Regions from separate parts of the Mus musculus genome. Here all the other regions are linked to region 4. A link is a contact called in public HiChIP or PLAC-seq and promoter capture Hi-C data. All regions are on one chromosome and are shown on one strand. Each heading gives the region's core, a stretch centred on a gene start, on an enhancer-like site or on the middle of the called end of the contact. The rest is flanking DNA. Distances are from core to core; before and after follow the strand shown. Region 1 overlaps Ttc28 (tetratricopeptide repeat domain 28). Region 2 overlaps Ttc28 (tetratricopeptide repeat domain 28). Region 3 has its middle 18 kb from the start of Gm36434. Region 4 holds the start of Pitpnb (phosphatidylinositol transfer protein, beta). Region 5 holds the start of E130006D01Rik (RIKEN cDNA E130006D01 gene). Region 6 overlaps Ttc28 (tetratricopeptide repeat domain 28). Region 7 holds the start of Ttc28 (tetratricopeptide repeat domain 28).

Region 1 (3,196 bases), core at 251-2,750, 430 kb after region 4:
GAAGGTCCTGAGTTCAAATCCCAGCAACCACATGGTGGCTGACAACCACCCGTAATGAGATCTGATGCCCTCTTCTAGTGTGTCTGAAGACAGCAACAGTGTACTTATGTATAATAATAAATAAATCTTTGGGACTGAGATCTGATGCCCTCTTCTAGTGTGTCTGAAGACAGCAGCAGTGTACTTATGTATAATAATAAATAAATCTTTGGGCCTGAGCGAGTGGGGCCAACCGGAGGGAGCAGGATAGACCAGAGTGAGCAGAGGTCCTAAAAATTCAATTCCCAACAACCACATGAAGGCTCACAACCATCTGTACAGCTACAGTGTACTCATATACATAAGATAAATAAATCTTTTCTTTTTAAAGTCTCTCCAGGTTTTCATTCAGACATTCTGTGCGATGAGCTCAGTGTTTACCTTCATTGTGTCCCATAGATTTGGGTATAACTATATTTCAATTTTCACTCAGTTCTTTTTTAAAAAAAAAAAATGTAATTCCCTTCTTGATTTCTGTCTTGACCCAGAAATTGGGAAACAGCCTAGATGCCTGTACTGGCATGTTTTATGCCAACTAGACACAAGCTAGAGTTATCTGAAAGGAGAGACCATCAATTTAGGAAATGCCTCTATAACAAATGAGGCACTTTCTTAATTTGTGACTGATGGTGGCGGGCCCAGCCCATTGTGGATGGGGCAACCCTGGGCTGGTGGTCCTGGATTCTATAAGAAAGCAGGCTAAGAAGTCATGGGGAACAAGCCAGTAAGCAGCACCCCTCCATGGCCTCTGCATCAGCTGCTGCCTCCAGGTTCCTGCCCTGACAGAGTGCCTGTCCTGACTTCCTTCAATGATGAACAGTGAGATGAAGTGTAAGCCGAATAAACCCCCTCCTGTACAACTTGCTTTGGTCACAGTGTTTCGTCACAGCAATAGCAACCCTAACTAGAACAACGTACATCAACTAACTGATGAATGGGCAATGAAAGTGGAAAATGAAGTAGCTACAAATAAAAAAAGCAGTGAAATCTCTGAAATAATATGTTGAATTTGGGGATAATACGACTAGAGAATGAAAAAACCTAATATATGTGTGTGTGTGTGTGTGTGTGTGTGTACATTAAACAATTTTATGTCTCAAAATTGCACCACTAATTTTTTTTTTTTGCAAATTAAAAACAGATTGTAAAGAGAGGGTTAGAGTTGGAAAGTTCCTGCTCATCAAATTAAAAACAAGAGTTCTATTTATTAAAAAAAAAAAAAAAAAACTTGAAACCTTAATGCTGTCATGTCACGTTCTTTGTTCTGAAGGTTTCAGGGCTGTGTCCAGCAGTCCACTTCAGGGAGTATGTCAGTAGCAGTTTAAGACACTGTAGGAACGAGGGAAACGCAACCCAGTACCCTGAGGAAAGTGTGTTCCTGGACCAACAGATGGACTTGATTAACAAGAAACCCAGCTCAGGCTCCACCGTGGTTACATGACGACACAAATGAGAAATGCTACATCCCCACAGCCTGTTGCCTAGCGATCCGTCACAATGCTTACTTCTGTATCCACCCTAATATGTAATCAGCTCCCTTCCCTTTCTCCCTGTACAGCATTTCAAAATTATTTTCATTTACAAAATCACTTTATAAAGGGACATCATGAAAAAAATCAAGTGTAAATAAAAGTTAGATTTTACTTACAATTTCTAATTCACTTTTGCTTCCACAAGAAAGATTTTTTTAAAAGCACATTTTCACATAAATGGAAATGTTTCTATAAACTCAATTATGGTACCAGGTTCATGAGATATTGCTAGTTTGGGGGAGAATTAAAAAGGGTACTGAAAATTTGGTCTAGAAATGCAATCTAGTGCTCAGAGCTTTAGAAGCTATTGTGCAGACTGGTGCTGACATGGAGGCCTAGCTTTTGAAGTTTCAATGGTAAAGTTTAGAATCCCTTAAAACATTTTATCGAGACCACTTGATATTTCGAATGGAGTAGCTATGGTTCTTGTCAGCTGGGGCTGAATAATCAAGCAGCTGTGAGTAAGAAAAGGCCAGAATCAAGCAGGGCACTCAGGAGGCAGAGGCAAGCCATCTCTACAAGTTTGAAACCAGCCTGGATAACGAGGGCTACACAGAGAAACCCTGTCTCAAAAAAAAAAGAAAGGGAAGAGGAGGGAGGGAGGGGGAGGGGAAAGGAGGGAGAGATCACTGAGGCATACATAATCTTCTGGGAAGTGTTTCCTCAGGGTCGGCACACAGAAGCCGCAGAACAGAAAGGGGCAATACTTTGCATTCAACTTGAAAGGTGTAGGAGTCTCCTAGGTGGTCCAGGGTTTGAAGTCAAAGAGAACAGCTGAGGCTTGGAACCAAGAGAGGCTTTGGTGATGTTGCATAGAGAAAAATCGAGGGTTGGCACTGTGTAGCAGGATTAGGGTTCCCAAGGAGAGCCAGCAGAAGCTATTGGTGACAGCGCAGCCCCACTGCAGTAGAGACTGTAACTGTAAGTGCAGTGCCATGGGATGACTACCGAAGGTGGCAGCAGCTGCTGTGCACAGCCAGTCTGAGCCTGTGAAGGGCAGAGCCCAGACCTGCGGCTTCCCAAGCCCTCAGCAGCCAACACTGAACTGTTGGTTCTACTTTGATGGTGATTTGTATTCTGTTTCTTGCCTCTGGAGTAAGAAAACAAGTGATTTATTTTACAAAACCCAAGTCAAGAGACTTTGGGTGTTTTAGAAAGGTGAGTGTACACATGCATGAGATTGTAATTAGCGTGCAGCCTCCTTGGTCTAACTTCTTAGGCAAATTTAGAAACTGTGGTGGCTTAAAAGACAATGTCCCCCAAAGGCTCATACATTAGAATGCCTCCTGCTGTGGATCAGATCTAAGGTCCCAGCTACTGCACAAAGTCATGCCTGCCTGCCTATTGTATGCTCCCAGACATGATGTATGAGGGTTAAAGTTATGTTTTAAGTTTTAATTACTATGCATAAGTGAGCTATATAAAACAAAAAGGCCTCTAACCTGTAAGCCCACTTGCCCAAGGACAGATAACTTCCTGGAATGCTGGGAGCTGCTCATATGAGGTAACAAACTATGTGTTTTGACTTCTATAACAAGGTTGGTTTCCCCGACTCCACAGGATGTACACATTTAGGTGGAAGGTACCTGGGCAGGAAGAAGGTCAGGGTGTGTGCGAAGCCTTGT
Region 2 (3,094 bases), core at 32-2,531, 330 kb after region 4:
CTAACAGTAACTTAGCTCTTGTAGTTAACATCCCTGTCACCTACTGAGACATATGTCCCTCGTTTCTTTTTCAGTATTTTTCCAGTTAATTATATTCTACTAAAAATTCACTCTTCCCACTTCAGTTTCTGATTTGTCCTATACACAGTTACCTTTCCCAAATGGCATAATTAAATACTTAGAAATAAAAGAAGTCAGAGTCTGTCTCCACAAAAATACCCGGGCACAGACAGCATTCCTTGAACCCAGGGCAATTACCCATCAGCCTAAGGGCTAGCTAATTTTAAACATTTCAGGGAACAGTTGGCAGAGACTCTCTCACCACACTGTCGCTTCATCTGTGCCTGGTCGGGATGTATTATTCTCTTGGGATACATGTGTAAGTTCGGTCCAAGAGCTCTGGAATATGATTTTTTTAAATAAGTGGAGACTGCATTTAACCGAGATTCAAACAGAAGTGTGAATTAAAAGGGTAATTTCAGATGCAGTGAAAAGCCGTAATGTCCATTCAGAGTAATGAAGGCACACGGCATTAATCTCCTAAAAAGATTCAATGCTATGAGAAAAGCAATTCTGTTTCTTAGTGGGAACAAATTAAGATGATTTCCCTTACAGAAATTGCCATAATTACAAGTAATTATCTTGTACTCTCTAAATTCACCACTATAGCACATTCTGCAAATATCATTTCCTTCAAATGCTTTATTTGGAAATCCAGGAGCGATTGCTGCTTTGTGAATTGTGCTTCAGCTCTCAAACTGATCACCGGTGCCACATAACATATAGTAAAGAAGTGCCATTCTATAGCCGGAAGAGCTCAGAATTCCAAACTCACAGTGTTTCTACTCCCATCAGCAGGTACAAACACAGTAGTATTGGCAAGCGGGCAACGACAGCTGAATCAGATGTGGGCTCGTGCACAGAACAATGAGGAAATCATTCTGATGTGCACAGGGCAATCACAGAAACCATGTAAACAGCTGCTGTCATTTTTCTAAAACTCCTTGCAGAGCCAAGTAAAATCCCATCATGAGCAGCCTGCTCCGCTTTTTATTTTCCTTTAATATGAAAATGTGAGAGAAGCCAGTTACAGGCTGGGCATCATGAGGAGAGTAAGCACGTGAAGTCTAATTTCACCATCTTTGCAGCCAATTACCATATAGACTTCAGTTGGCAACCCAAGTCTCCTCCCCAGCCAAATTGGGATTCCTTACCATAGTGAAAACCATGCCCGGGATTCATCTCTCTGCACATCACTCTCACTGCCTGGAGGAGGCTCATTCCTGCCTGGTCAAAACCAACAGACCCAACCAGCATGGCTGATGTGTTACTCACCACGAAGACGCTTGGTCCACGCGTCTCTTCTCCAAATCCAGGTCCATCCTCGAGTCTCCCCAGCCCAGCTGTGACCTGTTTCATCACATTTCTGCTGCCCTGGTGATGCCTGCCATGTGCCACCTGGCGTCTCGTTCTCTATCGATCTTATAAGCTGAGGAATGTGTTTCAGCACTATTTCCGTATCTTATAACTATGCTAAATATTTAATACTGTGATCATCCGAAAATCAACTTGATTTATAAATTGCTCCTATTTAAAAGCCTATCATTGAAGTAGTCTCTAAAAGGCTACAGAGTATAAATAAACACATGATTTCATTTATAAGAGCTACACGTGTTACATTAGTATTTAAAGCCCAACAGTGGTAACATGATAAGCTCTGTGACTGTTAACCTTTCCTGGTACTCAGTTGCACCAAGGACCTCAAGCAGGTATACAAGAGCTGTCCTGAGATGCACCATAGCCAGGTGCATCTGACACAAATGTTAACTGTGTTTGCAAACCTGTTTACACAGTCAATAACCTGGAATTTAAGAGCTCACCTTAAAATATATTTATTTGTTCTGAGAACAATTTTCTCAGGTAGCCTAGGCATCCCTTGAATTGAGTATGTAACTAAGAGTGACTCTGAGCTTCTGACCTGCCTCCTGCCTCCTGCCTCCTGCCTCCTGCCTCCTGCCTCCTGCCTCCTGCCTCCTGCCTCCTGCCTCCTGCCTCCTGCCTCCTGCCTCCTGCCTCCTGCCTCCTGCCTCCTGCCTCCTGCCTCCTGCCTCCTGCCTCCTGCCTCCTGCCTCCTGCCTCCTGCCTCCTGCCTCCTGCACACTGCACACTGGGATTCTAAGCATTCACCACCATGTCGACTTAATGCAGTGCTGTGGAGCAAACTTAAAGGCGTAGGACAAGGACACTATCAGCTGACCTGCATCCCCAGCCCTGACTAGAATGTTATGGCAAGAACTTTTATGCTTGTTTCTCTAGATTTTCTTTTTTTTAAGTAATGTTTTATTTATTTTTAATTATTTTTATTTTATTATTTTACCCCTATGGTTATTTTGCTTGCATGCATGCCTGTGGAGCATGCATGCCTGTGTATGTGCATGCATGCCTTGCATGCTTGCCTGTGGAGCATGCATGCCTGTGTATGTACATGCATGCCTTGCATGCATGACTGTGGAGCATGGTTGTACATGCAGGGCCCACTGAAGTCGGGAGATGGCATTGGATCCCCTGGAACTGGAGTTAGAAATAGTTTTGAGCTGCCAAGTAGGTGCTGGGAATTGAAACATGGCACTGTATCCTATATATTTATAATATTTTAAAATTTAACTTTAAGAATTTTACATTTCTGGAGCTACAGAGATTGCTCAACAATTAAGAGGGGTGCTGCTCTTGCAGAGGACCTGAGTTGAGTTCTCAGCACCCATGGGGAATACCTCACAGGCACATGTAAGGTGCAACTCCAGCACCAGAGATCACAACTGCACTCATGTGCACAGACCAAACCCAACACACAATTAAAAATAAATCTTAAAGAAAATTTTACACTCTCACCTGATCCATTCTTAGCCTAGTATGAGACAGTGCAAATAAATATTACAAATTTACTTTGGAAAATTAAGTCATAAAGTTCTATGCAAATTAGCAAGGATGCTTTGCCCAGTTACAGTTCTGTAGGGGAAACACTGGTTCTGTCACAGCCCCGTCACTTCAAATGCTTTCTTTCGTAAACATTATATAAGATAACATAATTCATTAA
Region 3 (3,541 bases), core at 670-3,169, 350 kb before region 4:
AGGGACAAGCTGTTACTACAGTAGTCATTGTTGGCCCCGTATGGATACTATACAGTGGGTGTTGATGAACGAGGGGAGTGGGGAGGAAGCCCTGGATCAGCCATTTCCTGCTTCAGGGATCCCCCCACAGCAGTCTGGTGTGATGAGGAAAGCAGGGCTCAGAGAGGTGAGTACACCATCCTGATGTCACCCAGCATTTGTAAAGTAGGTCTAGCACCTGGTGTCTGAACTTGCCTCTGCAGGACAAGGGGCCCCTGGATGGATCCTTCATATAATTTGCATATGGGTCTGAGGGCTCCAGGAGAGCCTGGCACAGGTCAGAAACATAGCTGCCCCCAACTCTAGACCCAAGGCTGCCCCATGGTGACCTGCATGGCCACTTGGTGGCACTGTGGGGCTGACACTGACCATCTGTCACCTATAGGACACCCCCATTCAGTCCAGTGTGTCCAGGAGACCTCAGAAGGCAATTTGTATCATCTGTACCACAAAAAAGGAAACTGAGGCACAGAGATGCCAGGAACCCACCAGCAAAGTTGGAGAAGGAAGGAAAAGGACAGTTTATGGAACCACCACCCTATGACCTAATGGCAGGACTGGTCTCCAGGTGGGGAAACTGAGACTAATGGGTACAGGTGGAAATCAAGGCAAGATGGTTGACTGAGGCCAATAGGCACAAGTGGAAGTCAAGGCAAGATGGGTGACATACACTTGAGAGCAATGTTGCTGAGTCGCAGCAAGCCCTGACTTGGACCACAGTAGGACCACATCTCAGCAAAGGAAACTGAGGCAAAGAGGCAGCCCTTACTTAGTAGCTATCACCCAATCTCAGTCACTACCAAGCCATATCCCTGGCTTTCACCCAACCCAGGCAATCTCAGCTAGCAAGGGCCCTAGCTTCAAAAGGGTTCTCAGGCCCCCAGCCCTCCTGATGTGGATGGCAGCCAGAATCTGGGTGTCACCAGAATGTGGGTTGTAGGGAGACCCCATGTCTCCCCCAAATGGCCACACATCTTCTGGTGATCCCAGGAGCAGGAAGGAGTACTTCTGGGGGGGCAGTCCCTCAGTGTCTCCTGAGAGGGGGTGGAGGGGGGTCTCTTGAGATGGGGTGGAGGGGGGTCTCCTGAGATGGAGTGGAGGGGGTCTCCTGAGATGGGGGGTGGATATAGAAAGAGCAGAGACAAGCACAGAAAAGGAGACGAAAAAAATCTAGGGAGGAGAGACCTGCAGACAGAAGCAGACAGACAGAGAGCCTCACAGACAGAGAGACAGAAATAGATATGGAGAGAAGAGAAAAAGCAGACAGGGGAAGAATAAGAGACAGGAACAGCCAGAGACAAAGCAAGACAAGGAGAGAGACAGAGGCAGAGAAAGAAACATAAACGGGGAGACAGCTGAGGAGAAGTGACAGGGAATGTCAGAGCCAGACAGACACTGGCGTGGGACTCGGGGGATGGGGATGGGGGCACAGAGGCAAGAGGTGTGAGAAGGACAGAGGTGAGGCCTGGAAAAGCAGAACCAGTGCCCAGGATGTACAATGCAGGCTGCCAGGGGTGGGAGGTCTGTGTCTGATCTCAGAGAAGCCAGTACAGGAAAGCAATCAGAGGGAGGCTTGTGAGGAGGACTAGCCAGAGCAGAGAGGGAGGAGGGACGCAGGGTGGAGGCAAAGACTAGCCAGGACAGCAGCTGACTGAGGTCCCACCATCCTAGGGACCTCACCAGACTCCAGGATAGCAGCCCTCCAAGGTCCTCCCATTCTGTCTGTCCCCGTACCTGTGACCTCCCCGCTTGCCCCCGCCCTTGATGGCAGAGTTGGCCAGGGTCCAGGGCGGGTCAGGAAGCTGGCCCTCTTGGAGATGAGAAGATGCCCCTTTCTGCCCACTCAGTAGGCCCAGCAACCATTTGCATAAAACGATGTTCCTGCGAGGCATGCTAATGCATCCTGCTATTTTTGCCTCTCCTGGATGCTGGTTTGCATACATTTACATACCCTGGATGAATTAAGCTAGGATCATGTAAATGAACCCACTGGCTGGGGTGAGGGGTTCTGGGTTCCTGCCTCTGGAGGGTTCAGGCTGTCATAGTCTTCTCAGTGTAGACAGTGTCCTGGGGCTCCAGGACAGGTTGGCCAGGGTCAGACCTGTGCCTGTCCCTGATCCTGAGGCCAACACCGCCCGTATCAGGCTTAGGGCTACAAAATGAACTTTCAAAAAATTCATGTTCTATCTTTCCATGGCTTCCAGTGTGCTACAGTAAAGGTCAAGATTCTCCTGTGGCCATGGGACTAATACCTGCCAGGCCCCTAGATCTTTTCTGCCCTCCAGACAGCAGGAATGTGTGGCCAGAAGGTTTCTGCCTGCCACAAACCCTTTGCACGTGCAGCCCCAGTGAAATACGCTTCCCCTCTCTTCAATGCTAGTATTTAATCCGTCCTTCTCAGCCCAGGTCTCATACCAATCCCTCAGGAGACCTCCTCTGGCCTCATCATACTTAGGAACACACTTAGCCCTTGAAGCAGCTGCAAACCTTAAGGATTCGGTGTCTCTTCCTCTAGAGTATCAGAGCCTGGGGAGTATGGGGGACAGGTTTTCTTCATTACTGTCTACTTTAACTGTAACATCAGGTGTACACATTTTCTCAATTAACATTTCTCAAAGTCAGGCGCACGCCTTTAATCCCAGCACTTTGGAGGCAGAGGCACTGGGATCTGAGATTGAGACCACCCTGGTACAGACCGAGTTCCAAGACAGCAAGGGCTACACAGAGAAACCCTGTCTCGAAAGAAAACAGAAAAGAAAAAATTCTGGTGAAGAGATGGACAGTTGGGTGGATGGATGGATGGATGGATGGATGGATGGATGGATGGATGGATAAGTGGGTGAGTAGGTGAATGGATGGGTGGGTGGATGGATGGATGGACAGGTAGGTGGGTAGGTGAATAGATGGGTGGGTGGGGGGATGGGTAGATGCATGGATGGATGCATGGATGCATGGATAGATGGATGGATGGGTGGACAGATAGGTAAGAGGCTGGATGGAGGGATGGAGGGATGGATGGTGGGTAGGTAGATAGATAGATGAGTAGACAGATATACACATGCATGGGGCAGGCTCAGATAGTCAGCCCCTAGCCTGGTGTGCTCCAAACTCAAGGCCCATTGGTGCATGGGGCTTTTACACATCTGTGAACTGAACATGTTCACCATTCCAGGCATTGGGTTTAGTGTTCTGTACCTGTTATTTTTAACATCCCACCCACCCAAATCTATAAATGAGAGATGCAATGTTACAAGCTTCAAGAGAGAAAACAGAGGCTCTGGGAGGGAAAGCCACAGATCCAGGTCACAGAAAGAACTGGGACAGAGCTGAAGGTCCAACCTCGGATCTGTTTGTCCCCAGCATCCAGCCTTGCACATTTTCTAATCCTCTGGGTGACAACCATAGCTCACACCTGAGTGAGAAACCCTTCACTTTGCCTCATGAGGAGTTATATAGTGTGTAGACTGGAATACAGGAACTTAGGTCTATTGGCTGCACACAC
Region 4 (3,333 bases), core at 645-3,144:
AGTTAACTCACATTCTGAAGACAGGAAGTAACTAATAAATTAAAAGCCACTAGATGCCTCATGTGCAGTCAGTCTAGCATCTCTCTTCCTAGGTAGCTTGGCACAAGTCAGTTCCTGTCTATCGCATATTCTCCTGTTTTAATATCTGCCACTAGAGTAATGTTAGGTGATGTTTACAAGATACATTGTTAAAATTACTTGGAAGAAAGTTTTCATAAACTCAAAGTTCAGTAGTATGATTATGTTTTAAGTGTAAATCTTTGCTGTGTGCAGAATGCGAAAGTAAGCCTTTTTTCAGACTCCCTGTCACTAAAAAAAAAAAAAAAGTAGTACTTCTTCAGGCCAGAGATGGCCCAGCAGGCAAAGGCATGACTGGAGTTTCAGGTGCAGGACCCTAATAGGAGTAGAGAACTGACTCGAAAGCTGTCCCCTGACCTCCAAAAGCACTCGGTGTACTACCCTGTACACCCCTCTCCATACAAATGTAATTAAAAGTGTTCTCCTAAAAGTGAAAAAGAATCGTCACCAATTCATTTAACAAGAGTTTGCTGAAGGGCTGGAGAAATGGCTCTGCGGCTAAGAGGACTTGCTGCTCTGAGTAACTGGGTTCAGTTTCCAGCCCATGGACGGTGGCTCACTTCTTGCTCTAGTTCCAGGGGATCCAATGCCTAATGCCCTCTTACTACTACCTCCAAGAGCACTGTATGAACGCAGCACATATGCACACACGCAGGCAAACACTTAAATACACATATAAACAGGCAAATCTTTAAAAACACCAAATGCTGGCTGAAGATGTGCTATGTACTAAAGACTGATCCAAAAAAAATGGAGGTATCAGAGTGAGTATCCTGCACAATGTAGGGCGAACAGTCAGAAAGACAAACAATACACACTTCCCAAGACCTTTAAGGTGAGCTACTGATTTGAGGAAAAAGCATTCGAGTCAGCAGAAAGAGAAGGAAAGCCAACATACAGAGCGACAGAGGAACAAGGGGTCTTGTAATGCTGGAATGGGCAAGGAAAAAAAATTACATATGAGCAGAAAATAGAATCTGGGCAGTGTTAAGTAGAGAAACCTTGTTAGTGATTTTTACAAGGTTGACGTTAATACAGGCAAGGAATCTAGACAGCTAACTTAACGTCTTTTTTTTTTTTTGCTTCTTTTAAGAATCTGAAATTAAACCAGGGCCGAGGAAGAACAGCAACAACAAAATGGGTCACACTTGAAATTGCACAAGGGACACCGGCTCAGGTATGACAGCTGAACATTCCCCGCCACCACGGTTTCCTGTGATGTCCGTGGCTCTAAGCAGAGGGGGAAGCCACAACTTCCCAACAGAATGACGGGACCAGTCCGACGAACTTGGGAAAAGTCTTTATTTGCCGTGTTAAGCACCATGTGTTTAACCCCGCACCGAACCCAGTGAAGCAGGTGGGGCCGGTGTCTCCCCATCTTAGAGATGAGGGGTCTGAGAGCGACCGCAGGGGCATGATCTAGAGTGGGCTTCACTGAGCCTGAGGTGGGTCGGGCTCGAACTTGCGGGCGACCCTTCGCCCGGCATTCCCGGCTCCCCCGAGAGCCCCGGCCGCACCGCCGACCCTGGCGCTGACTGCGGAGGGCGGCGGCGCCGCACAGGGCCTTGGGGGCTCCAGGAAGGAGCCAACTGCGACCCGGGAGCGCCCTCCTCGCGGAGCCCACCGATCCTCCCCAGCCCGCATTCCGGAACCTCGTTCGAGCCCAACGACCCACTCACAATTCCTTAATCAGCACCATCTTCCGGGAACCCCTCACAGCCGCCGCCGCCAGCCGCCACCGCCGGGCCTCGCAACACGCAAGCGTAGCCCCGCCTCCCAATCGTCCGAGCCCCGGGAGCGCCTGCGCGTCCGCGCCCTTCCGCCGCCGGCCATTGCGTCAGCGCGCCTGGGGGAGCTGACTCCGCCCAGTCCACGCCCCGCTCACGGAGCACGAGGCCTCCACTGCGGCTGCGTGGCCCCTTGGCGCGCTGGTGAGCCTTGGAGCGCGCCTGCGTACTCTCGGCGAGCAGTGGGGCAGCAAGCGCGGCGTCCTCCTGCCAGCGTTAGTCTCTCACGGCGCTGTGCAGCCTATGGTTTCCAGTGAGTTCTCCAGTCGGGACCCTAAACGACGTTGAGTTCGCACAGGTGTGGGAGCCGAGGACGACCTCAGGTTTAGCAGGAGCGTGTTCTAGAAACCCAGACAGACCGGTGTTAAAATCCTGATGTGTTCGCCCCTTGTCCTAACTAACCTTTTTAAGGGTACATCTATCTGGTTTGCCTGTATTGTGTCTGCTCCCTGTGTGTCTCATGCATACTGAGGTTCACGTGTAACTGGAGATGCAGACAGTTGTGAAATGCCATGTGAGTGCTGGGAACCAAACCTGGGTCCTCTGCAAGAACCCCCAGTGTTCTTAACAACTGAGCCCCTGTCCAAACATTGAATCCTCAACAAAAGCAATTTTGCATGAGACAGACCCAGACCCAGTTGGGTAGACTAATTCTAGACGAATTCTACGTGTCTAAGGCATTGGTTTTTCATTATGTGCTTTCGGGGCAAAGAACTCACTACAGGAAGAATGAAAGTTAAATTTTACTAAGACCAATCAGAAGCCCGTCCCAACACGGGCTTTAAGCACTAGTTGACCTAACAACTTTGATAAAACAATTTTGAAACAGTGACTAAGTACTGCTCTTGGACTGCCCTCTGCTTCCTCACTCACTGAACTTAGTAACTTGGGATTCAAGGACCTTTTAGTGGGATTCCTAGGGAGCTGGATAGCTGCAGGAATAATCTTCTTTGTGTCAACGGGCATTTTAGGTAAATTTGATTTCTCTATACTTTGTGTCAAACCATATTTTTTCCCTCATCGAATGATCTTGAAAATATTTTCATAAAAACTAGAAATAGTCTCAAGAATATTCTTCCCCTCTCTAGTGATTGATTTATTTATATTTTATGTACATTGGTGTTTTACCTGCATGTATACCTGGATGAGGTCAGATCCCCTGGAACTGGAGTTTCAAACAGTTGTGAGCTGCCACGTCGTGGGTGCTGGGAATTGAACCCAGATACTCTAGAAGAACCACCAGTGCTCTTAACTGCTGAGCCATCTCTCCAACCCCAGTCCCAAGTGTTCCTTAATTTTGTTAGATATCAGAGCATAGGTCAGTTGTCCCGATTTGGGAAACTGGGTTGGACTTTGAAGATGAAGCCCTGGACCTGAATCCTGGCTGGTTGACTTCAAGAAATCTGGAATAAAGAATCTTGTAGAGACTTAATTTATACAACCAAAGATAGGTGACTGTTTAGAGAAT
Region 5 (3,098 bases), core at 51-2,550, 430 kb before region 4:
GTGCTGGCCTTCCTTCCAGCCCCTCTTTGACGAATGTGGTTATGGAATTTGCTTTACTAACCGGACTGTTAGTAGACATCATGCCGTCAAAGACAGAGGTCCGAAGTGTGTGTCTGTATTTCTGTGGCGCACGAGCTCTCCCTTCTTGCCTAGGCCCTGCCATGAGACCTCAGGACAGGTCTGACTCAGACCTGAAGCCTGCAGCCTGCAGCCTATAGCTGAGCCCCAGAAGGGACTGCAGAACTTAGCACAAGCCTGGGCTCCCCAGACCCCTAAACCAAAAAGAGCAGTAAGCGCTGTTGTGACCAGTGATCTGCGGAGACCACTTATCATGTAGTAGTAGCAGTATAGTAGCTAGCTGGTACAACGAATTGCTGTTCCTGGGTTCTTATGACAGACTGCCAGGCATAGTCCACGATGCTAGATAAATAAGTGTCCCTAAGACTCTGTAACTGTCGTAGTTTGTGTAAAGAGAATCACTCTACCACAAAAGGATGCATTTTTAGAGTCTAACCTTAGACCATAGCTGTCTATACTAAGATGTTGACTAACCATAACTGTGTTTAGCATTAATAGCCTCCCTGAGATCACACCCTCTCTCTCACAGCCAGAGCCAAGGCCCGTCCTTCTCGAGTGGGGTCAAGTACCCTCCCAGGACCACCCGCCCACATCCACCAACACGCCAGCCTGCCTCTCCTTGATGTTCGCCAGGAACCAGAGAGAAGTGTTGAATATGTTCTTGGCTACTTTTCCTTGCAACTCCCAGCGGCCCTGCTTACAAACTGAATCAGTTATCAGCTAGTTAGACTGCAGTCCCGGGAGGCGCCGCCCGCATACGGATGGGGCGCATGCATTATTCAGCGAGGAGCCGGGAGAAATGAGCAGCGCGTCCAGAGCCAGAACAGCAGTGGCAGTAAGGGAATAATTAGCGGGCTGTCACTCCTCCTTGTCAGGGCTTCCTCCCTCAACACATGAGGGAAAATAAAAAAATAAATCTTATTTTTTTTTTTTTTTTAAGAAGAAGAAGAAGAAGAAAAAAAAAGGCAGAGTGGATCATCTTGCTCCCGAGGCAGCTGGTAGGCTAAAATGTGACACCAAAGAAGCCAGAAGCTGGTCGCTGGTTTGGTTCACAAAGCCAAGGCCTGGAGACCCCCACCCCACCCCCACACACACCATTATCTTATCGACTCTCCTTCCTGCTTGGTGATTCCCGAGTGCAGCCCCGCCTTTCATTCAGATGTCCACGCGTTTCCATAGCACCAGAAACGAAATGTCTCCTTGAAAGGGAAGGGTGGTCCTGGGAGGGGACATTAGGACTTAGCACGAGAGCCACCGGGCTCTGGGCTGCGGAGGAGGTTGGAGGTGACCTTCCAGAAGGAACGTGGGACAAGGGTGAGGAGCTGGAGTCCAAAGCCAAGCTGGCTCCTTGGGGGGTTGTGTTGGGGGGGGGGGGGACTGCGCATAAGATTATTCATGAGTTTACGCACAGAAACGAATCATTTCGCTGAGTGGCTTCCTCTTTCTCAAGGAAGCTATTTTTATTTATCTATTAATATCTTGCTGGAATTTTTTCAGGGGGGGTGCGGTTGATACACGCTGGTTTGTCATTTAAGGTGTGAAGGTCTGGGATATGGGGGGAAGGATCGGTGACCGCCCCCTCCAGAAAAATAGCCAAGAACCAGTGAGAGGAGTGGTAGGAGGGGCCAGGATGGCTTTGTGTTTGATCTGTGCCTCTGCTCCTAGGAGACTTGAGACTTTCTTGGCTTTCTGCCCTTCTGATGCTGTGGCACTCACCTCATCGGGACAGGAGTTGCTTTGTATAAGAAGCGGCTGCAGGAACAGGCAGACACACAGCTAAGAATGACCCTGGGGATCCAGAGCAAATCAAAGACCCAGGAGACGCCAGGCTCAGCTCTAGGGTGGCTCTCATTTGGTAAACATGTCATGTCATAAGAACCCCTCTGCTCTGTTAGTAAAGCTCACCTTAGGGTGAGAGGAATTTTTTGTTTTTGTCCTACAAAGTCAGAGTTAAAGGGAATGCCTTCATGAGCCCAGACTTAGAAAGACCATTAACAGGTACACCACTGCTTTTTTTACCTGATCCTGGCAGACATGACTAATCCATGCTAGAGCACTCAATGGACATCTAAGCCTTAAGAGGATGCCAAAAGGAAAGAGGTGCTACCGGGAAAAAGCTCTACGAGACCCTGTATTCATGGGCGTGGGAGGTAGCTGATCCTCAAGGGAGCAGGAAATAACATTGTGGAATTAGACTATATACTCTGAAACAGCCAAGCAGTTCTGCAGAGGGAGACTGAACCGGAGTTAAGATAGCTGTGACCTCACACAGGACTGTCTGAGTCTGAGGCCTCAGCTCTGCCATGTAAGAAACATGTTTGGGGTAGAGATTCAATGGGAAGCAGCATGGAGAATCTAATGGGGTGCCTCATTTCCTACACGTTGCTTCCCTGGCTCAGTATACTAGCCACATTGAGATCATGTGCTCTGGAACAGATTAGCAATGTCTGCTTGGGCACTGAGAAAAGAAATACTGTTATGCTTGCTATGGTACCTTATGCCTGGCAGACACCTGCTCAAGCCAATTGTGATCCTGGGAATTGTCTCAAGCCCTTTAGTTAAATTTAGCTCTCTTCAAACTTCTGCTGCTTCCTTTTATTATTTCTTTCTTTCTTTCTTTCTTTCTTTCTTTCTTTCTTTATTTATTTATTTATTTACCATGACCCTTCCTCATTGCATTGGATCTTCAGGGGACAGGCCAGGATTCAGTCACTTTCTGTCCCCAACAGCCAACACAATGGTTGGCATATCCATAGTATTCCCCACGAACATTGGTTGAATGAAAAAAATGATTTTATCCTTAGAAAATCTGACCCCTTTCTGGGCCTGACGTCAGGTAGTCAACCCAAACTGACCCTTATTACATACATACATACATACATACATACATACATACATACATACATACATTTGTGTTTGTGTGGGTGGTGTTGGTGGATGCACACATGCCATGGGGTTTCTGGGACTGAATTCAGGAATGAAACATGAATGTTAAGACACCTCTGCTTCCCACATTATCC
Region 6 (3,409 bases), core at 172-2,671, 350 kb after region 4:
ACATGTTGAGTAAAATAGAAAAAGCAGGCATTTGTGGATGCACTGTTTGCAGAGATCTCTAAACTACTCTTGATGATTGCACAAATGTAGAAGATTGTAGGTCTATGCAGCATCTGTTTAAGATGTTTGATTATATGGGGTTTTCCTGTGTTCTCATGGGAGGAGGGGGCAGCATACACTTTTATATCAGTCTCATTGAAGGAAGCCCTATGATGAGAACCGAACAAATATGTGAGTGATTGTGGCTTTGGGCTGAGGTAGAAACAACTGCCACTGGATAAAATCGAATCAATTAGATACCAAAGAAAACCTTTGCATTCGCCGGCCTATAATGAAGCGCGGTTTCCTCGGCTCCCTGGCAGTCAAGCCAGCGCCGTGTCGTCTCAGTACTTCACACATGATTTCTATTTCAGTTCTGATGTCAAACCCGACATCTCACATCACGGCACAAAGAAAGAACCAGTTTAGCTAGTTGAGTGAAACACCAGACAGCTGCTAGCAGAGACAGGTCACGGCTGGGGAGGGGCACGGCACATTCAGCTCGCTGTGTTTTCCTTCAGAAGAATGTCAATAAAAACCATGGCCAAATGAGGTATTGAAGGGAAAGTCCCGCTATGCCGTAAACCGCTGGGTTAACCTAAGAGTGGCAGTCAGGCAAGTTTGCAAAGGAGAACCCTGGCCAAAAACACGGGCTGCCAAGAACTTGAAGAAAGCTGTCTTTCTCCCTCGGTGTCCCAAGGAAGGGACCGGTCCCACATTTAGAAACGTTATTTCGGGGACCAATAGCAATTTATTTTGATAGAACCACTGCATGTTTTTTCCTCCGGTTCTCAACAAAGGAGCCATATTAGGAAATAATCTTGCAAAAAGCAAAGTACCCCCTCCCCCTTGCCCACGATCGATGCACACACGCGGCGCACAATGGCCGGCGCGCCCGCACTCGCCCACGCGGCCGCAGGTCCCCGCAGCCTCCCCGCCGCAGCCCCGGCGCCCGAGGCTCGGCCGTCGCGGGGAGCCGCTCGGCGCTCGCTCCGGGGCTGCCCGCCCCCCAGCGGGGCCCAGGGGAAGCGGCTGCCAGCGGCCGGGACGCCGGTCCCCGCGGGGCAGGGGGCGCTCCGACGCCCACCTGCGGGCCTAAGCGGGGCGGGCGCGCCGCGGCTCCGGGCCAGCACGCGGGGCTGAGTCTCAGCTGTCACCCCGCCGGGCCGCGCGCGCCCGGAGGCGAGAACTTGGCGGGCGATGGGCGCACGGACCCGGATGGCCCCGGGGTCCCGCGGGGCCCCCTCCCCATCAGCCCCACCGCCGCCGTCGCCGCACTCACCTTCTTCCGGGGCTGCCATTTCATCATATTTGTACAGCCGACCCGGGACACATCAAGAGGTGGGCTGGGGGCTGGGGGCAGACGCAGGGCGGCGGCGACTGCAAGTCATGCTGCCTCCTTGCACCCCCTCGTTCTTTCCCCGATAGGACAGACAGTCTTCGTCTTCGGTTCAGCGCGAAGTGCCGCGGCCACCACACTCTCCCACGGGGCTAGGACGTCCCGGCGGCCAGAGGCGCGCCCGGGCCGGAGCGGGGCATGTTCCCCGACCCGCGCCTGCGAAAAGGCTCCAGGCAGGAGCTCTGGGATGGGCCGCAGACCCCTCAGAGCAGAGACCCACGGCAGAAGCTGCCACAGAAACCCGGCCGGGCTCCTGCCATCCAAGCCCCTCTTGGCGAATTCTCCTCTTCTCCAAAAAAGAAAAAGATTAGACAAGCAATCAAACCCTCACACGCAGCCTGGAGCAATTCCCAAAATTCTGGGTGTATTTCTCGTTTGTAAAAATTTAGCAAAGAAAATTCCAAAGATCTGTAATCAGAGCTTCTTTGCGCAGTTTTCTGCTTCTTAGACAACTTGGGATCGGATCTGCCCTTCCGAAATGTCCACCTTCCCTGAACCTAGTAAATAGGAAAACTTGGTTTGTGTGTTTAGATTTTTTTTTTCTTAATTCCCAAGAACCTAAGTGGGGAAAGGCTGGAAGGAAATCCTGCAAGAACCTAACTCCACAGCTCGGTCTGCACTAATGACTTCCTTCCCTTCAGTGCGAGCACAGCCAGCCCAGCTCCAGCCACCACAGCAAAGAGTTTCTGGGTCTTAGTGCCACGACATTTACACAGCAGAAAAGTGAAGCTACAGTTCCATATGCGTCCACAGGCCGGCTCCGAAACCTCTCAAGAATTCTTATATTTGTATGAGCTACTTGGAGAAGTAAAAGGGGCAAGAGTCCAAATCAAACTTCCACAGAGGGGCTGGAGAGATGGCCGCCGCGTGGCTAACTGTACTGAGGACCTATTCCCAGAGGACAAGCCATTGCCTGGGATTCGACCTCCACTGACTCCTGCATATGACTGTGAGACTCAAACAAGCAAAACACAACATAAATAAAATAAATTTTAAAATTAATCTTTTTTGAAAGCCCTAAAAATTCTGATTTAAAGAAGAGATTTGAGATCTCGATCAAAAAAAAGTTAATCAGAAACTTTATCATAAATAAACTTATATATACATTTTATTTGCTTCTCTAAATTAAACCGCTTTTTAACAAAGTTTTACTATATAAGTAAGGTGGGTCTTGAACTTGTGAAATCAAGCCATCCTTCCATTTCAGCCTCCTGAGTAGCTGAGCAGGAACTACAAGCACAGACCACCATGCTTGAGTAGCACTGATTGTATTACTATAAAATATTGCAGCCGGGCAGTGGTGTACACGCCTTTAATCCTAGCACTTGGGAGGCAGAAGCAGGCAGATCTTGGAGTTCAAGGCCAGCCGGGGCTACAAAGAGAAGCCCAGCCTGGAAAAACCAGATAGATGGATAGACTGGACAGATGACTGATAGATAGATAGATAGATAGATAGATAGATAGATAGATAGATAGATAGATAGATAGATAGATAGGCAGATATAGATGGCCTGAGTTTTATTCCTCTTTTGTGCAAAAATTCCATCTTATGGATGCTGACTAATTCATGAATACAAGATAGTATATAATACTATTATCATGTATTATCCAACACACCTGTTGACTGCCATTCCCCCTTAAGGTTATTTTGGTAGATGCTAATACAATTGGCATTAGAAATTACTATTCTACTAAGGGGTGCCCACACTGTTAACTGCATTCAACATTCTTCATCAACTATCAGAACTACTTATGCAGGGAATCTGATGCAGCAGGGCTGTGACTAAAACACCCCAAATAGCCAACCTCCAGTGACTCTCACTCACTCCACCTTCCATGGGAGGCTGCTTGCTCAACTGAAACACACAGACAGCACTTGAGAACTGGAAGTCAGACCCACAGGACCTTACTCCAGAGCCTAAGTCATTACACACTCAACACCACAGCTACATGCCACATAACCCTGCCATG
Region 7 (3,513 bases), core at 949-3,448, 450 kb after region 4:
TGAGCCATTTCCTCAACCCCTAAAGACAATTTAAAAAAGAAAGAGAAAAGAAAATATCCCAAGTTATAAAACAACGCACCTGGAGATGACACCCTTGACCTTATGTTTTTCTCCTCCAGACTCAATCTCACCTCTCATGGTCTTTCTTCTTCTTCTTTTTTTTTTTTTTTCCCCAAGACCAGGCTGGCCACGAACTCAGAAATCCGCCTGCCTCTGCCTCCCAAGTGCTGGGATTAAAGGCGTGCGCCACCACTGCCAGGCTCACGGTCCTTTCTTATACTTGAATTCTCTATTTACTGAAAGACCCTACTGAAGTGAAATCAATTAAATGAAATTCAACAACATGAAGGGGAAAAAATCCATAACCTCAAACAATTGTATTGGGAAAAAAAAACATACAAAAGAGCAACTGCCAACTTTCTTGAATAAATAATAATCCAGATTTGCATGATGGAAATGTAAATATTAGAGACGAGATGACTCGGGGGTCAAAGCACTAGCTGCTCTTGCAAAGGGCCAGGGTTCAGCTCTCAGCAACCATTTCGAGGCTCATAACCATATGTAACTCCAGATGGGATCCGATGTCCTTTTCACCTCTGCTACACGCACATCCATGTAAACAAAACACTCATTTACATAAAAATACTTTTAAATTTTTAAGGGAAAATGTAACTGTTTACCTCGAAAAACAAAATACTAGAATAATAATGTTCTTAAATGAAGATAAGGAAATAGTACATTTTTAAAATTCAGATTTAATTATTTTATTTTATTTTATTGTGTGTGTATGTGTGTGTGTGTGTGTGTGTGTGTGTGTGTGTGTGTGTGTGTGCTTTTTTGCACCTGGCAGGGAGGTCAAAGGACAACTTGCCAGAGTCCAGTCTATCCTACTGTGTGAGTCCCAGGAATCCAACCCGGGTGCTCAGGCATGGTAGCAGACCCCTTTACCCACTGAGACGTCTATCTATCTCCCTGACCCTCAGAATTTAATCGATATACAGAGCTGACCCTTTATACCCTGCCAGGATACTAGCTGACCCTAATCAACATATACCTTGTTCTTTTTTACTAAAGTACACTGGGAATATCACATTATAAATAGCGACAAAAGTTAACCCGGGTGCTGAGAAAAATCATATGAAGTTAAGACTGACAGATGTTTATCTCAAATGACATCTTAAGTGTCTCAAGGGCTCCTAAATTGCAACCCCAGGATCATTCAGTCCTACAAATACATACTGAACATCTACTACATACTAGGTACCATGCAGGGAAAGTTGTCTGCTTATGGGACACTTTACAGCTCGCCAGACACCGCCCCCCATCCCACCCCCAGTCACAGCTTTGAAAACTTGCTAAAAATTCAAATTTTCCTTCTCTGCCTTGGGAAACCACTTTGTGCGTGTGTCTCTTGGTGCAGTATGTGGCTCCAGATTATTACTTTATACCCCGGCTAGTTAGTGGCTTGAAAACACACCACAGAGTAGAGGGAGAAAGACTACACTACTCCAGCCAGGAAAAAGTCCATTTTGCTCAGCATCCCTCACTCTGAGAGACACACCCAAACACTTGGAAGCCCAGGTAGACCTAAAGCTCTCCAGTACCTGCTTGTGGTGAGACACCAACAACCTTGTAGCCTTCTAGGGACCAAAAGCCCACTCCCTAGCAACCACACCTGGGATGGGGACCCCCGAGCCTCCCAGCCGCCCCGGTGGACTCGGATGCCCCCGCCCCGCACCCCAGCCCCGTCCCGCTCCGAGGGGGCGGGGTCGAGGAAGAGGAGGTGCGGGAGATTAGGTGCCCAGTGCATTCCAAGCACACAGCCGTGGAAACTGAGGCAGGCAGGCAGATGATGCACAGGGTCTGCCTAATGATTCGCTGCGGGGCTCGAACCCTGACGAGCGGAGGGGCCTCCGCCTGCAGGTCATCGTCGGCCGCCGAGGCCCGGCCCGGCTCGCACCGACAGAGTTTCACAAAGAAAGTCTCCCGGCCCGCGCCCCGCTCACACTCACCGGCGCCGGCGGAGACTCCGGCTCCCGCCGCCTGCGGCTCCGCGCCGAGGCCGGCTCGGGCGCCAGAGGCGGCGGCTGTTCCATCCCCGCGGGGCCCGTCGGCGTCTGCCTAGAGCTAACGGTCCCGCCAGCTAGGCGCGCGCACCGCTCCCGCGCGCCATGTTCCTGCCGTGCCGCGCGCCGCCGAGCGCCCCCGCCCTCACCGCGCACGCGCCCGCGCGCCCGCCGAGACAGCTCGCACCGCGCAAGTGCGTTCCCGGCCTGAGCCCTCCCGGAGCTGTTCGCTCGCTGTTCCCGGCTCTGCGCGGCCCCCCGCCGCACTGCGGACCACCCGGAGGGCACCACGCGGGGCCCGGCCCGTGAAGGCGCCAGAGTAGAGTGACTCGGCGAACGCTGGCCTCCTTGGCCTGTGTCGGCGCCCTCCCTTATCTAGCTAGGATCGAATCTTCAGAAACCCACCTCCTGCATCCAAGGATGCTGTCCTTACTGAGTGGCTCTCTGGAAGGTCAGACCTTGTGTTTCGAGCAGTTAAGAACCGAGGGATCCCTGGAAAAAGTGCAGCGCCTCGTCTCCTTAAAAACTGTGAACTTGGAGCTGGAGAGATGGCTCAGCGGTTAAAAGCACTGGTTGCTCTTCTAGAGAACCAGGATTCAATTCCCATCACCCATATGACAACACACAATTGCAACTCCAGTTTCAGGGAATCTGACAGCCTCACACCCATATGTATGCAGACAAAACACCAATGCACATTACATTAAAAAAAAAAAAAAAAAAAAAAAACTAGCACTCGGGAGGCAGAGGCAGGCGGATTTCTGGCTACCTCAAAGCGTGCACTACTGCCTCGTTACTCTTGGAACTTTTACATACTTGTTTGTTCCTCTCATCTTTATCATACACAGTGATGAGAACTTAACCTAGTAAACAAAAAAGAATATTCCTGATGATTTTTTCTTTTGTTTTGTTTGAGACAGGGTTTCTCTGTGTAGCCCTGGCTGTCCTAGAACTCACTCTGTAGACCAGGCTGGCCTCGAACTCAGAAATCCGCCTGCCTCTGCCTCCCGAGTGCTGGGTTTAAAGGCCTGCACCACCACTGATCATGTAACTGAGTCCTGAACATTCCTGATCATGTAACAGAGTCCGGGAAAGGTCTCTCTCACCTTCAGGCATACCTTTCTGCCTTGGATCTTGTCTACCTGGATCAAATATGACATGAGTCTTCAGTCTGTGATTCTTGTGCAGTCTTTCCACAGAGGGACTATGATGGTTTGTATATTCTTGGGCCAGGGAGTGGCACCATTTGGAGGTGTGACCTGGTTGGAACAGATGTGGCCTGGTTGGAGTAGGTGTGTCACTGTGGGTATGAGTTTAAGATCCTCACCCTAGTTGCCTGAAAGTCAGTCTTCCACTAGCAGCCTTTGGATGAAGACATAGAACTCTCAGCTCTGCCTGTGCCATGCCTGCCTGGATTCTGCTGTGCTCCCTCTTTGATGATAATGGA

Evidence for each region. Promoter capture Hi-C pulls out the DNA fragments that hold promoters and counts their contacts. HiChIP or PLAC-seq counts read pairs in DNA pulled down with a chosen protein or histone mark.
Region 1: an H3K4me3 HiChIP or PLAC-seq map of embryonic forebrain shows a contact between it and region 4, with 3 times the contacts expected there. The contact joins the enhancer-like site here to the promoter of Pitpnb in region 4. A contact is called at or near these places in 16 of 39 promoter capture datasets (the 3T3-L1 cell line, the C10 cell line, the HPC-7 cell line and 9 more), 18 of 115 datasets of contacts at active chromatin or transcription factors (the SCID.adh cell line, T-cell acute lymphoblastic leukemia, acute myeloid leukemia and 10 more) and 4 of 9 other capture datasets (adipose tissue, embryonic stem cells, liver and 1 more).
Region 2: a contact with region 4 is called in an H3K4me3 HiChIP or PLAC-seq map of forebrain, with 4 times the contacts expected there. The contact joins the enhancer-like site here to the promoter of Pitpnb in region 4. A contact is called at or near these places in 8 of 39 promoter capture datasets (the HPC-7 cell line, HPC-7-derived erythroid cells, cranial neural crest and 4 more), 5 of 484 Hi-C or Micro-C datasets (cerebellar granule neurons, cerebellum, cortical neurons and 2 more), 8 of 115 datasets of contacts at active chromatin or transcription factors (astrocytes, embryonic forebrain, embryonic hindbrain and 5 more) and 2 of 9 other capture datasets (adipose tissue and macrophages).
Region 3: a promoter capture Hi-C map of hippocampal neurons shows a contact between it and region 4, with 2.0 times the contacts expected there. The contact joins the enhancer-like site here to the promoter of Pitpnb in region 4. A contact is called at or near these places in 4 of 39 promoter capture datasets (embryonic stem cells, hippocampal neurons, liver and 1 more) and 2 of 115 datasets of contacts at active chromatin or transcription factors (embryonic stem cells and epiblast stem cells).
Region 5: a contact with region 4 is called in a promoter capture Hi-C map of stem cell-derived epiblast-like cells, with 3 times the contacts expected there. The contact joins the promoter of E130006D01Rik here to the promoter of Pitpnb in region 4. A contact is called at or near these places in 5 of 39 promoter capture datasets (the 3T3-L1 cell line, embryonic stem cells, liver and 2 more).
Region 6: a contact with region 4 is called in an H3K27ac HiChIP or PLAC-seq map of thymic regulatory T cells, with 6 times the contacts expected there. The contact joins the enhancer-like site here to the promoter of Pitpnb in region 4. A contact is called at or near these places in 13 of 39 promoter capture datasets (the 3T3-L1 cell line, the HPC-7 cell line, HPC-7-derived erythroid cells and 7 more), 7 of 484 Hi-C or Micro-C datasets (CD4 T cells, cerebellar granule neurons, cortical neurons and 3 more), 13 of 115 datasets of contacts at active chromatin or transcription factors (astrocytes, craniofacial prominence, differentiating embryonic stem cells and 9 more) and 3 of 9 other capture datasets (adipose tissue, liver and macrophages).
Region 7: a contact with region 4 is called in an H3K27ac HiChIP or PLAC-seq map of embryonic stem cells, with 7 read pairs. The contact joins the promoter of Ttc28 here to the promoter of Pitpnb in region 4. A contact is called at or near these places in 15 of 39 promoter capture datasets (the 3T3-L1 cell line, 3T3-L1-derived adipocytes, the C10 cell line and 8 more), 5 of 484 Hi-C or Micro-C datasets (the G1E-ER4 cell line, LSK cells, embryonic stem cells and 2 more), 28 of 115 datasets of contacts at active chromatin or transcription factors (the SCID.adh cell line, T-cell acute lymphoblastic leukemia, acute myeloid leukemia and 18 more) and 3 of 9 other capture datasets (adipose tissue, embryonic stem cells and macrophages).

Annotation. Positions count from the first base shown.
Region 1 is chr5:110,896,620-110,899,815 of GRCm38.p6, reverse strand. All of the region lies in intron 2 of Ttc28 (tetratricopeptide repeat domain 28), which reads right to left. Among named protein-coding and RNA genes, the nearest start is that of Ttc28, 18 kb to the right of the region's middle. Within about 2 kb of position 1,500, at least 50 of the 459 cell types and tissues checked have an H3K27ac peak or open chromatin away from gene starts, as enhancers often do. A contact at or near this core is called in embryonic forebrain and stem cell-derived neural progenitor cells, where this site is marked.
Region 2 is chr5:110,995,173-110,998,266 of GRCm38.p6, reverse strand. The region is part of intron 2 of Ttc28 (tetratricopeptide repeat domain 28); the gene reads right to left. Among named protein-coding and RNA genes, the nearest start is that of Mir701, 7.4 kb to the left of the region's middle. Within about 2 kb of position 1,281, at least 21 of the 459 cell types and tissues checked have an H3K27ac peak or open chromatin away from gene starts, as enhancers often do. A contact at or near this core is called in cerebellar granule neurons, cerebellum, cortical neurons and 3 more, where this site is marked.
Region 3 is chr5:111,679,944-111,683,484 of GRCm38.p6, reverse strand. No RefSeq gene overlaps it. Among named protein-coding and RNA genes, the nearest start is that of Gm36434, 18 kb to the right of the region's middle. Within about 2 kb of position 1,919, at least 36 of the 459 cell types and tissues checked have an H3K27ac peak or open chromatin away from gene starts, as enhancers often do. A contact at or near this core is called in hippocampal neurons, where this site is marked.
Region 4 is chr5:111,329,258-111,332,590 of GRCm38.p6, reverse strand. Pitpnb (phosphatidylinositol transfer protein, beta) reads right to left here and starts at 1,894. Exons shown (of 12, transcript NM_019640.5): 1 at 1,758-1,894. The coding sequence starts at 1,777.
Region 5 is chr5:111,759,930-111,763,027 of GRCm38.p6, reverse strand. It overlaps E130006D01Rik (RIKEN cDNA E130006D01 gene), which reads left to right and starts at 1,300. Exons shown (of 4, transcript NR_045834.1): 1 at 1,300-1,392.
Region 6 is chr5:110,977,318-110,980,726 of GRCm38.p6, reverse strand. All of the region lies in intron 2 of Ttc28 (tetratricopeptide repeat domain 28), which reads right to left. Among named protein-coding and RNA genes, the nearest start is that of Mir701, 25 kb to the left of the region's middle. Within about 2 kb of position 1,421, at least 281 of the 459 cell types and tissues checked have an H3K27ac peak or open chromatin away from gene starts, as enhancers often do. A contact at or near this core is called in the HPC-7 cell line, adipose tissue, astrocytes and 15 more, where this site is marked.
Region 7 is chr5:110,878,488-110,882,000 of GRCm38.p6, reverse strand. Ttc28 (tetratricopeptide repeat domain 28) reads right to left here and starts at 2,198. Exons shown (of 23, transcript NM_001267622.1): 1 at 2,013-2,198. The coding sequence starts at 2,096.